2 separate regions of the Macaca mulatta genome follow, and region 1 is linked to region 2. The links are chromatin contacts, called in public Hi-C maps. All regions are on one chromosome and are shown on one strand. Each heading gives the region's core, a stretch centred on a gene start, on an enhancer-like site or on the middle of the called end of the contact. The rest is flanking DNA. Distances are from core to core; before and after follow the strand shown.

What was found. A called contact is a pair of places that touch in the nucleus more often than the background predicts.
Region 1: a Hi-C map of blood shows a contact between it and region 2, with 2.3 times the contacts expected there. The contact joins the promoter of SEC14L1 here to the enhancer-like site in region 2. A contact is called at or near these places in 4 of 14 Hi-C or Micro-C datasets (CD4 T cells, blood, cortical neurons and 1 more).

The regions. Positions count from the first base shown.
Region 1 is chr16:86,870,259-86,877,075 of T2T-MMU8v2.0, forward strand. SEC14L1 (SEC14 like lipid binding 1) reads left to right here and starts at 5,550. Exons shown (of 17, transcript NM_001258116.1): 1 at 5,550-5,650.
Region 2 is chr16:86,829,198-86,835,949 of T2T-MMU8v2.0, forward strand. LOC144335984 (a long non-coding RNA gene) reads left to right here. Exons shown (of 4, transcript XR_013407336.1): 3 at 2,897-2,956. Among named protein-coding and RNA genes, the nearest start is that of SEC14L1, 43 kb to the right of the region's middle. Within about 2 kb of position 2,979, at least 16 of the 40 cell types and tissues checked have an H3K27ac peak or open chromatin away from gene starts, as enhancers often do. A contact at or near this core is called in blood, where this site is marked.

The DNA of each region.
Region 1 (6,817 bases), core at 4,300-6,799, 44 kb after region 2:
GCTATCTATCTTCTGTCCCTGAAGCCTGGGGAATTCATGTCTAGCAAGGACACCAGAGGTCCTCTTATTACCGAAGCCCAGGAGCTGTCTTATTTCTCCTTCTGTTACCCATCTTTTGACTCTGTTCACCCCATACCACTTGACACTGTTGGGGAGCAGGACATCACTTCTCTCTCCTGGTTCTCCTTCCACCTCTCTGCTTATCAGCATCCTTCCCTGGTTCTTGTTCAGCTGGAGTTCTTTAGAATTCTGCTCTTGGTTTTCTTTGCATCTGAGTGATACCATACTCCCACCAATAACGTCATTCAGCCTTGGGTATGTCCCTCCCTATTCAACTGTTTCTGCTCTGTGAGGCTTTCCTCAACTCCCCAGAAACTGGCTCCATAGCACTGTCCCTATTTCTCATTTCTAGCACTTATCACACTGTATATAGACTTCTTTTATTCTGAAATGCTCTTTCTTTCTCCTTCCTTCCTTCTTTCTTTCTCTCTTTCTCTCTTTTCTTTCTTTCTTTCTTTCTTTCTTTCTTTCTTTCTTTCTTTCTTTCTTTCTTTCTTTCTTTCTTTCTTTCTTTCTTTCTTTCTTGACAGTGTTGCTGTGTCTCTCAGGCTGTCTCTCAGACTGGAGTGCAGTGGCACAATCAGGGCTCACTGCAGCCTCGACCTCCTGGGTTCAAGTGATCCTCCTGCCTCAGCCTCCTGAGTAACAAGGACTACAGGCATGTACCACCATGCCTGGCTAATTTTTTTTTTATTATTGTTTGTAGAGATAGTGGTCTTGCTATGTTGCCCAGGCTGATCTGGAACTCCTGGGCTCAAGCAATCTTTCCAACTTGGCTTCCCAAAGATTGCGGGCATAAGCCATGTACCTCGCACCTCTGTCTCTCTCTCTCTCTCTGTCTCCTTCCTTCCTTTTCTTTCTTTCTCTCTCTCTTTCTTTTTTTCTCTTTTTCTTTCTTTCTTCTCTTTCCTTCCCCTTTCCTTTCTCTTTTTCTTTCTCTTTTCCTTTCTCTCATTTTTGCCCTGCCTTGCACTCCCTTTCCCTCCCCTCCCCTTCCTTCCTTTCTTTTTTCTTTGTCCTTCCTTCTTTTGAAATTTTTCAAACATACATTACCACTACATTTTAATAGTTTGATTATATCCTTGATGAGAGAGACTGTTAGTTGCCACCAATATCATACATCCTTTGCTTCTTTCTTAGCAACAGAACTCACAGTTTGTAGCTGGGTGTGTGGTCACTTGGCACAGGCTACATTTCCCAGCCTTCCTTGCTCTTCGGTGTACCCATGTGATTAAGTTCTGGCCAATGGGAAGTATGTATGTGTGCTTATGTGTGTGCACGCATGTGTGCGCGCATGTTCATACATGCACATCATTTCCAAGGAAGTGTTCATCAGGGAAGCAGGTTTGCTCTTCTTCACCTTTTCCTCCAACTTGCTGGCTGGAGAGGGAAGACACATTGTGTGGATGGCAAAGTAGCAATACAGAAGGGGCCCGCGTTAGGCCATTCTTGAACTGCTATAAATAAATACTTCAGACTGGGTAATTTATAAAGAAAAAAGGTTTAATTGGCATTCTTAAGAGAAAGCAATAATTTCTTTTTTTTTCTTTTTTTCTTTTTCTTTTCTTTTCTTTCTTTCTTTCTTTTTTTTTTTGAGGCAGAGTTTCACTTTTGTTGCCCAGGCTGGAGTGCAATGGCATGATCTTGGCTCACCGCAACCTCCGCCTCCCAGGTTCAAGCAATTCTCCTGCCTCAGCCTCCCGAGTAGCTGAGATTACAGGCATGTGCCACCATGCCTGGTTAATTTTGTATTTTTAGTAGAGACGGGGTTTCTCAATATTGATCAGGTTGGTCTCAAACTCCCAACCTCAGGGGATCCGCCTGCCTTGTCCTCCCAAAGTGCTAGGGTTACAGGCATGAGCCACCGTGCTCAGCAACAAGAAAGCAATAATTTCTTAGTATCATTATATGTTCGAATAGTGCTTAAGAGGTTCCACAGGCTGTTCAGGAAGCATGGTGCTGGCATCTGCTTAGCTTCTGGTGAAGCCTTAGGGAGCTTTTACTCTTGGTGGAAGGAGAGAAGAGGGAACAGGCAGGTCACATGGCAAAAGTGGGAGGAAGCTCCAGAGAGTAGGGGGAGGTGCCACCCATTTTTAAGTGAGCAGATCTCATGTGAACTCAGAGAGAGCTCACTTATGGCCAAGGGGATGGCCCAAGCCATGCATGAGGGATCTGCCCTGATGATCCAAATGCCTCCCACCAGGCTGGACCTCCAACACTGTGGATTACAATTCAACATGAGATTTGAGTTCAGACTATCTCAGGGCCTACTGTCCTGATGATGAGGAATAAGACCACCTGCATCCACACAGCTTAGCCAGCAGGACTGAGACCTAAGACCTCTGGGTCAGCATGACTTTCTATTTGATCCAGGAGATTCTTGTTCAGGAATATTAGACTGTAAACCAGTATGTGCCTTCACTGTTTGCCTCAATAAATTCATGAAAAAGCATTTATTATAACAAAGATTGCTCATCTTGGCAATTAACCCCCTTCTCTGAATGATAGTATAACCACTCAAGGGGTTCACCTTGCCTGCTGCCTAGAGAGAGCTGATTTATCAGGACAGGGGAATTGCAATAGAGAAGGAGTCATTCACACAGAGCTGGCTGTGCAGGAGACTGGAGTTTTATTATTACTCAAATCAGTCTCCCCGAACATTCAGGGAGCAGAGTTTTTAAGGACAACTTGGTGGGTGGGGGGAAGCCAGTGAGCCAGGAGTGCTGATTGGTCAGTGATGAAATCATAGGGAGTCAAAGCTGTCTTCTTGTGCTGAGTCAGTTCCTGGGTGGGTGGTCACAAGATCAGATGAGCCAGTTTGTTGATCTGGGTGGTGCCAGCTGAGCCATCAAGTGCAGGATCTGCAAAATGTCTCAAGCACTGATCTTAGGAGCAGTTTAGGGAGGGTCAGAATCTTGTAGCCTCCAGCTGCATGACTCCTAAACCATAATTTCTAATCTTGTGGCTAAAGTTAGTTCTACAAAGGCAATTTAGTCCCCAGACAAGTAGGAGGTTGGCGGGCTGGGCGCTGTGGCTCACACCTGTAATACCAGCACTTTGGGAGGCCGAGGCCGGCAGATCACGAGGTCAGGAGTTTGAGACCGGCTTGACCAACATGGTGAAGCCCATCTCTACTGAAAATACAAAAATTGGCCGGGCGCGGTGGCTCAAGCCTGTAATCCCAGCACTTTGGGAGGCCGAGACAGGCGGATCACGAGGTCAGGAGTTCGAGACCATCCTGGCTAACACGGTGAAACCCCGTCTCTACTAAAAAATACAAAAAACTAGCTGGGCGAGGTGGCGGGCGCCTGTAGTCCCGGCTACTCGGGAGGCTGAGGCAGGAGAATGGCGTAAAAACCCGGGAGGCAGAGCTTGCAGTGAGCTGAGATCCGGCCACTGCACTCCAGCCTGGGCGACACAGCGAGACTCCGTCTCAAAAAAAAAAAAAAAAAAAAAGGAAATACAAAAATTAGCTGGGCACTCGCCTGTAATCCCAGCTACTCGGGAGGCTGAGGCAGGAGAATAACTTGAACCCAGGAGGCGGAGGGTTTCAGTGAGCCAAGATCGCACCACTGCCCTCAAGCCTGGTGGACAGAGTGAGACCGTTTCAAAAAAAAAAAAAAAAAAAAGGAAATAAAGTTTTTTGCGATTGGTTGATGTCTCAAGTCTGCTTTTTCTTCAAAATGTTTAATTGAAGTATAATACACATATAAAAGCTTGCAAATCATAAATGAATGTATGGCTCAACAAATTTGCCAGTCTCTTTTAATCTGTAGATTGACCCTTCCCCTCTTTTTTTCCTTTGGAATTTGATAAAGAATATATTTGTCTTGTACTGTTTCCCACAGTCTGTACTTTGCCAGTTGTTTTTCATGGTGTCATTTAGCATGTTCCTCTATTCTGTACTTCCTGTAAATTGGTGGTTACATCTAGAAGTTCATCAGGTCAGGTCAAATTTTTTTTTTTTTTTTTTTGACACAGAGTCTTGCTCTGTTGCCCAGGCTGGAGTGCAGTGGCGTGATCTCAGCTCACTGCAACCTCCACCTCCCAGGTTCAAGTAATTCTCCTGCCTCGGCCTCCTGAGTAGCTGGGATTACAGGCGTCTGGCACCACTCCCGGCTCCTTTTTGTATTTTTAGTGGAGAGGAGGTCTCACCATGTTGACCAGGATGGTCTCAAACTCCTGACCTCAGGTGATCCACCTGCCTTGGCCTCCTAAAGTGCTGGGATTACTGGCATGAGCCACCACGCCCAGCCTTAAAGCATCTTTTGAAGGTGGATGTGATTTCCACAAACAGGCAAAAGCCAGTCAGACTGAGTGTAGTGAATAATGTGGGTGACCAAGCTGGAAGATGATGGTTTAACGTGGAACACAAGGGGTGATGAGGCCATGAATGATTTGCTTGTGTGTCTGGTAAATTGGCTTTGATGGAAATTCCTAAACAGGCCCAAAAACGTTCTGTCCAATGGCAGCATGAAATGTACAGCCACCCAGGGTGACTAATGTGAACGGAACAACAGTGACATTGACGGTGAAATTGCATGTTGGTTATAAAACCAGCTTTGCTGTGTGGGTGGACATACGAGGTGCCCCTTTCTGGTCATGAGCTCCTCTTAAGGACCCCAAAATGTCTCAGTGTACCCGATTGAAAATTGGAGCTGGACTGTGCTCTCCTGCTGAAATTCGCGAGGTCCTTAGCAACCCCACCTAGGACCCCTCGATTCCGAGGGGCAGACCCTGGGCGCGTGTCTCATTTTCAAGCCCGCGGCCCGACACTAGAGCCGTCTGGATGTGTTGACAAGAATGCCGCTGGGCTCCACCCGGGCCCTACCGAGCCCTGGGCCGCGCAGCACCGGCGTCCGCCTCCTCCCCATTAGTCGCCGAGAATGCGGTCGGGGCACTGCGCGCGAGGAGGCTGGTGCTCGTGAACAGTCAACAAGAAATGAGGAAGAACGGGGGCAGCCGCCAGGGCGACCGACCAGAGGCAGGCCTCAGAGCAGCAGCCAGGCGGGAGGGCCTCGGTGGCTCTAACCTCCCGCCGACTTCCCTTTTCCCGCTCGGCGGAACCCCTCTCAGGCATGCTGGCAGTCCCCAGGGGCCTCACTCAGCCTCCGCCCGCTACTCGCGAAGTCCCACCCGTGCCCCGCCCCCCAACACGTGACGCAAAACTGGGCGGTCCACTAGGACCTCGGGCCTAACAGGCCGTGCGTCAGGGCCGGCGCCTTCTGCGAGCTCCTCCCACGCCCGCGGGTCTGGAGCTCGCGCCTGCGCAGTTTGGACCCAGGGTGTCACCACCCCCTCCCCCCCGCTCCCCTTCCTTAGCAACCGTCACCCGCTCCCGCCCCCGCTCCCTCGGTCGCGGCCGCGCACGCGCGCCCCTACCGGCGCCCGGCCCCGCCCACCCCGTCACCCGTAACAACCACAAGTGCCCTCGCCGCGCCCCTTCCCCCTCCCGCCTCCCCGGCCCCCTCCCCGGAACCGGCGGTCGAGCTGCGGCCGCCGAGCAGTGGAACCGCGACTGCCCAGCGGAGCCGCCGGTATGAGCGTCCCTCGCCACCCCGCGTCCCAGGCCCGGCCTTTCTGACAAGAGGTAGGCTCGTCGTCGCGGCGGGTCCGAGTGCGCCCCTGCCCCGGTCCCGGTCTCCGTGGAGTCCGGCGCCTCTCGGACGGGCCCAGCGGAACTCCCGGCCGCCCGCCCGCTGCGCCCGTCCCTCCCCGGCCCCGGCTGCCCTCGGCGCCCGAAACGGGCTGTGCCCCCGCCCCCCTGCTCGCCCCTCGCCCCCGCCCCCACCCCGCGAGGCTTCCAGCTCCCGGGAGCCGCTTTTTGCTGAGAGCGGAGTTTCGGGTCCGGAGCCAGTGCCCGCCCCGCTCTCCCCTCGGCCGGGGCTTTGGCCCGGTGGGGCGCAGCCGCGCGGGACCCCTGCTAAGCGGCCCCGGGCGCTGGCCGCCCCTCGAGCCTGCTCGGGATGCGTTCAGTGGGTCTGGCCATTGGCTCCTGTTTAAACAGCGATTGTCATGCAATAGAAACCGCCCGGGTCCTGGATGCCACTTGGTCGTTGTCACTCCGGATGCCCGCGTAGGGCGTTTATCTGGACCAGAGCATCGGCAGCTGGGACCTGGCTGTGGTTCACAAGCTCGTGAATTAGCAGGTTCTTAAGTTAGTGTAGCCAGTTCTACCAGGCGGTGGAATCCTGAATGGATGTTATAGTTTCTTAAACGAGCATTACCCTTTTTTGCTTCCTCCCCCCACTCTTGTTTGTACCCGGTGATCGTCCTCTTATCTGGGAGATAACCCTAAAATTAATTTTCCCAATAAAATTTTTAAAAGATGATTGGATTCCCACTGTGCACCAACACTGTAAGGTTTGCAGCAGTAAAAAGAACGTGGTCCCAGCACATCAGGATGTGTCAGTCTCGCAGTCAAGATCAATATTAGGAAAGCTTCAAGTCGAGTTTGGAGAACTTGGGAGTTTGGCTCTGATTCTCATGATTTTAGAGGTGGAAGTCTTTCAAGATCATCTTCCCGAAAACCTCATGTTACAGAGATGAAACTGAGTCCTAGGGAAGGCAAATGGCTTACTCGTAGTCACCCAGAGTTATTCCTTAGCCGTTTTCACACTGTCAGATGGTGGTGGTTTCCACCATGACCTCCTCCTCTGAGAGGTATGCCAGACATACCAGAGAAAGTTCCAAAACTGTTTAAACGTAGTGGTATACATAGGAATTTGATACCGGCGCGGTGGCTCATGACTATAGT
Region 2 (6,752 bases), core at 1,729-4,228:
TTCCAGCTGCTTGCAGTGAGTATTTTTTTTTTTTTCAAATAGAGACGAGGTCTCACTGTGTTACCCAGACTGGTCTTGAACCCCTGGGCTCAGGTGATCCTCCTACTTCAGCCTCCCAAAGTGTTGGGATTACAGGCATGAGCCACCGTGCCTATCTACAGATGGTGCTTTCAGTGTTGGCAATGGATAATTAAATATGTGTTTAAGAAGTTGTATTTAAGGTTAAAAATCACTGTGATGCCAGGCGCGGTGGCTCACACCTGTAATCTCAGCACTTTGGGCCAAGGCAGGCGGGTCACCTGAGGTCAAGAATTTGAGACCGGCCTGGCCAACATGATGAAACCCTGTCTCTACTGAAAATACAAAAATTAGCCGGTCGTGATGGTGTGTGCCTATAATCCCAGCTACTCGGGAGGCTAAGGCAGGAGAATCGCTTGAACCTGGGAGGCAGAGGTTGCAGTGAGCCAAGATAGTGCCACTACGCTCCAGCCTAGGTGATAGAGCGAGACTCCATCTCAAAAAAAAAAAAAAAAAAAAAAAGTCACTGTGGGACACAAGCCCTGTATCAGAAAAGGTATAGAAATTGAACTAAAGAATAGTTACAGCAAGTCAAGATTTTTAATTTCTCTCTTCGTCCACTAGAGGATGTAATCCTACACCAGACTGTGTTCTCTTTGTAACTTGGTACAGAGTTTGGGTTTTGAGGTTTTTTTGTTTTGTTTTGATTTGTATAATTTAGCCAAGACTTTCACTGAAAATCTTATGCAGAAGATTCATCTGCAGGGCTGGGCTCTTAGGAATCTGTCCAGGTGTCCCAGTGGAATCAGTCCGGGTGTCTTGATTTGTGATAAGATAAGCATTTTCCTGGGAAGCATTTATCGTGTCGTGAACCAAGCACAGCCACCGCATGTAGAGATAAGAGTGTGTTCTAATACATTTATCCATTCCAGTGTATTCCCAGTGCCAGCTGGTGGGAACATCGGGAAAGATTTTCTTTGTAATGAATCCAGTGTAACATGTACCAGTATTTGAAATCCCAGACAGTGTGCGTTAAGGGTTTAGAAGTGTCTCCGGCATGAACATTGCTTATACTTGAAATTGACGGGTACCTATCAAGACCAAAAAAAGTCTGCACATAAGCCAGCACAGTTAAGAGTGCTAATTGTTAGCCAGTGGGAAAGTGGACTTGCTGGGCAGGGGCGGGGAGTGGGGAGAATGACCATTCTGAAAGTGTAATCTTCAATAGAGTACTGTATGTTCTCTGGTTTATTAGCCTGGTGAACAGCTTTTTGATGGTTTTAATTGAAAAGTACTGCTGGATATGTTAAAATACAGCCAGAAGCAAAACATACTCCCTCCTCTCAGAGAACTTACATCCCAGGATAGTGGAGACTGGAAACAGGTCATTAGAATATGCAGAATAACAGATGAGTGCTATGAAGAGAAAGAGCAACCCCACCGCTACAGAGGAATAGGTGGTGGGGTTTGCAACTTTAGATGGGTGTAGGTGGCCTTTAACCAAATCCTTCAGTGAGAGTAAGTCACATGATGGCCAGGAAAAGTACCCTAAGCAGAGGAGGCAGCCAGTGCCGTGGCACACAAGCAAAAAGGGTTGATGAGAGGGCGGGGGAACTGAGGCCAGATTTCATGGGGCCTCACATGGAGGAAAATGTGGGACTTCAGCCTTTTCTCTGAATACTGTCCATAGCTTCCATATTCTACTCATGTCTTTTAGGAACCATTTCCCCCACAATAGCAGTTTATGTCAGAAGTATTTCCTGTTCTAGGCTGGGTGCAGTGGCTCATGTCTGTAATCCCAGCACTTTGGGAGGCCAAAGCAGATGGATCATCTGAGGTCAGGAGTTCGACACCAGCCTGGCCAACATGGCAAAACTCCATCTCTACTAAAAATTAAAAAAATTAGGCTGGGTGTGATGGCTCACACCTGTAATCCCAGCACTTTGGGAGGCCAAGGCAGGCGGATCACGAGGTCAGGAGATCGAGACCAACCTGGCTAACATGGTGAAACCCATCTCTACTAAAAAAAAAAGTAGAAAAAATTAGCCGGGTGTGGTGGCAGGTGCCTGTAGTCCCAGCTACTCGGGAGGCTGAGGCAGAAGAATGGTGTGAACCCAGGAGGCAGAGGTTGCAGTGAGCCAAGATCGTGCCACTGTACTCCAGCCTGGGCGACAGAGAGAGACTCCGTCTCAAAAAAATATATATACAAAAATTAGTCAGGCATGGTGGTGCATACTTGTAATCCCAGCTACTCAGGAGGCTGAGGCACGAGAATTGCGTGAACCCAGGAGGCAGAGGTTGCAGTGAGCCGTCGTGCCACTGGACTTCAACCTGGGCGACAAAGTGAAACTATCTCAAAAAAAAAAAAAGTATTTCCTGTTCCTACACATTGGCCCATTGAGAGGATCCCAGTTCTATGCATGGGGACACTGTCTTTTTGGCTCATGTTGAGCCACATGTCTTGCAATATTTGGAAGTGTTCTGGGATAGACTTTGTTCACGTAAAGATCGCATGCCCTTCACTGCAGTGATGAAGCTGGAGACTGTCTTTCTCTGTGACAAGGACCTTAGCCCTGGATCTGTCTTCTCCTAGTGCCCACCTCATTCACAGAGCTCACCCCCTCATTTTGGAATTGTTTCCTTGCCTGTGCCCTAGCTTCCCTGAATGCTGCCTCTACACTAACTCCTTAAGGGTGGGAACCCTGGACTTACTTGCTTTTTCAACATAGATATGTGTGTTTCATTTACATCAGTATTTAAATTGCTAGCAACAAGACCACAAAAACTACATTCTCATAGAAGCCTGTTTGGGTTTGATGTGGTTACATGTAATGAATGTATTTGAAATAATTATTTGTTGTGATTTTTTTTTTTTCAGATCAATTATGCAGCTACAGCCAAAACCAAGTTCTTTTTATTGCAATGAGAGGAGCTCCATGTAAGTCATTGGAAGGTCACATGTTCAGAGACTGTCAGCTGTGGAGGGTTATGTAACAGTGGTTATGCAATGCCACGTTAGAACTATAGCCCCAGCAGCAAAACATTTAGATTATTTTAGTGAATTAAAATAAGACTTCCACTTTCTTTGAATGACAAATCCCTTTTAACAAAACCAAGACTTGGGTTTTAGTGTCAACTCCCACGCTAGGCTCTGTAAGCCACATTTCACCCTCTGTGCGTGACTGGCCCCATTGAGTAGATTTCTGAAAGTCAAATGTCTGACATGAGCCTGTTTGAAAACTTTGCTCAGTTGTCATCTTCTATCAGGATGAGTTATGGGCAAAGACCCCCATAAATCCTAAGGCACATCTCGAAGCCCCTAAAATCCAAAGGCATGGTCGAGCCCACACCTGTAATCCCGGCACTTTGGGAGGCCAAGGCAGGTGGATCACTTTGAGGTCAGGAATTGGAGACGAGCCTGGCCAACATGGTGAAACCTCGTCTCTACTAAAAATACAAAAATTAGCCAGGCATGGTGGCGCATGCCTGTAATCCCAGCTACTCGGGAAGCTGAGGCAGGAGAATCACTTGAACCCAGGAGGTGGAGGTTGCGGTGAGCCGAGATCACCCCACTGCACTCCAGCCTGGGTGAGAGAGAGACTCTCAAACAATAACAAAAAAATCCTAAGGCGCATGAGTCTTCTTCACTAATGTACTGTCTTTGTTCTTTTGTTCCGAGATACTTAACCCCTTTGAAAGTTAACGGGGAAGAGCAAAAGGAGGTATTAACAGATCAAAATGAAATAAAGGCTTCACGCATTTCTTTTCTTTTTTTTTTTTTTAGCATGCCCCAACATTACAACAAAAACATTTCTTTTTGTTTAAAAAAATTTTTTTTCCCAAAGTAATATGTGCATTAGTTGAAAAAAATTCATGGAACTAAAAGGCTTCTAACACTAGGCTAAACTTCCCTGCTCTGGCACTCCCAGCGGGAGCCATTTTCCATTCCTTCAGCTTGCCCGGGTTTGCTTCCGAGGAGCGGGCGTGCTGCGCTGCTTCTCTTTGACTCATCTGGGTCCTCGCCTGTTGACTTCCTTCCTGGTAGATGTGGACTGAGCTCTGCCTGACCTTCCTCTGCGTCCCCTTCCGCACCCTCCGAGCACTATGGTCCTCTGTGCAATGCGGTGTTAGTGCGCATGCGCAAAAGCTGCCCTCCGCCTCGCACTGCCGTGCGCACTCTGTATTGTTGTCCCTCTTAATTTCCCCTTCCTTGGCTGACTTTTTCTTTTACTTATTTACTTATTTATTTATTTTTTGAGACGGAGTCTCGCTGTGTCGCCCAGGCTGGAGAGCAGTGGCGCGATTTCGGCTCACTGCAGGTTCTGCCTCCCGGGTTCACGCCATTCTCCTGCCTCAGCCTCCCGATTAGCTGGGACTACAGGCGCCGCCACCTCGCCCGGCTAATTTTTTATGTTTTTAGTAGAGAGAGGGTTTCACCGTGTTAGCCAGGATGGTCTCGATCTCCTGACCTCGTGATCTGCCTGTCTTGGCTTCCCAAAGTGATAGGATTACAGATGTGAGCCACCGTGTCCGGCCTTTTTTTCTTTCTTTCTTTCTTTTTTTTTTTTCTTTTTTTTGAGACAGAGTCTCACTCTGTTGCCCAGTCTGGATTGCAGTGGCGCGATCTCGGCGCATTGAAACCTCTGCTTCCTGGGTTCAAGCAAATCTACTGCCTCAGCCTCTGGAGTAGCTGGGACTACAGGCGCCCGCCACCATGCCCGGCTAATTTTTGTATTTTTAGTAGAGGCATGGTTTCACCTTGTTAGTCAGGCTGGTCTTGAACTCCTGACCTCAAGCGATCCACCCACCTTGGCCTCCCAAAGTGCTGGGATTACAGGCGTGAGCCTCGGCGCCCAGCCTGGCTTGCTTTTTCTTTCACTGGGCTTTCTTTCTCTGAACCTCCTGCTAAATTCTTGCCACATTTCCTGGTGGCTTCTCAGCGTAACTTTCCGTAAGGTCGATCAAGTTAATTTATCCATTCCGATTTTTTTCTTAGATAAGTGAGAGAAGACTTTTCAGACAGTTGCATTAAAATTTTGTTACAATATTGTGTGTCGGGGTCAGTCTGTAGTAGTCCAATTCCTAAGTTCATGTTTAGGTAGGGATATTTTATAGGAAAATGTAAGCGCTGGATTGTTGTGGTTAGACCAAATCTAGAGTCACCGACTGATGGTTCTGACAGGCAGCTGGGTGGGTGAGTAACTGGTTTCCCAGAAAACTCCTTCCGAGTCTTGCCAGTCTCCACCCAGAAGGAAGTTATGAATTTATTAATTATACCAGGTAGAAAGGGCTCTGTCCCAAGCCTGGTTTAGTGTTAAGCATATAGTCCCTCCTTTTTTTTTTTTTTTTTTTTTTTATTTTTGAGGCAGGGTCTCACTCTGTTGCTCTGTTGCCCAGGCTGGAGTGCAATGGCACAATCTTGGCTCACTGCAACCCCGTTCTCCCAGGTTCAAGCAATTATCCTGTCCCTCCTGAGTAGCTGGGATTACAGGTGCACACCACGCCCAGCTAATTTTTGTATTTTTAGTATAGATAGCGTTTCGCCATGTTAGCCAGGCTGGTCTCGAACTCCTGACCTCAGGTGATCCACCCACCTCAGCCTCCCAAAGTGCTGGGGTTACAGGCATGAGCCACTGTTCTTGGCCCCTCTTTTTTGACCAGACATCATAACTGTCATGGTTGAATCCCTATCTTGGTTCAGAAGGCCCACCTTGTTGCATTTTTGGTCTAAGAACATAAGTGAATTTGTTGTCTAGCTCAATGCTTCCCAGACTATTTGCAAAGGACTTCCCTGGGGATCCCGTCAAAATGCAGCTTCTGGTGGTTCTGTGGGTCTGGCCTGGGCTTGAGATTTGGCAGTTCTCACAAGCTCCCAGGCCATGCTGATACTGCTGGTCTAAGGACCACTTTGTCCTTTCTCAGGGATGGTGGGACTTAGGTGTGGACTTACTTTGTAGAACACATCATCCTGACTATTGGTGGTGCTTATTTACACATTGATGTAATTCCTTTAAGCCAGTGTCCTGTATTAGGGAAAACGTTCCCAACAGTCCCATTGCAGTCACCATTTCTTGTAGTTTATTCACCTGGGTCTCTATGTCATGCAAGCTGGGTTCTCTGAGGTCTCTTATTTACATAGGTACGTCAAGAGGCAATGATTAACATCCAAAGACCTCTTTGCTGTTTGCTTAATAAAACTGCCATCACCTGTTGGGGAAATATAATTTACAAACAAAATCCCCAACCCAGAAAGCCCCGCCACAAAAGTAAAAGCAAAAGAAAACAATTTTACAATTGAATAAGCATTAAACCAAAACGTGATGAGCATCACAGGCAGCCTGCTGAAAGAATTACAAAGACAAATCTCCTCCTTTGATACAGCTAAGTGGATAGAGCCCATGCACTGTGTAAGTGGGTTTTGCCATTTAGGATCAGGTGACAGCTGAAGTTGGGATCACCTCTCCAGAAAACAGTTATGTTCCTTGATGATTACAGTTCAGGTGGGCGGCTCAGGTCCTTGGGGAAACACGACTTGAGTTGGGAAACTGGCAGGAGACTCATATAACCACATAAAAGATGTGTACACTTTTGAAAAGGACAGAGAAAGAAATTCTGAAAGAGAAGGAGGTGGAGGTGAAGGGTCTCTTCCCTTTTTCTTTCTTTGAGAGGGAGTCTCGCTCTCTTACCCAGCCTGGAGTGCAGTGGCATGATCATGGCTCACTGCAACCTCCCCC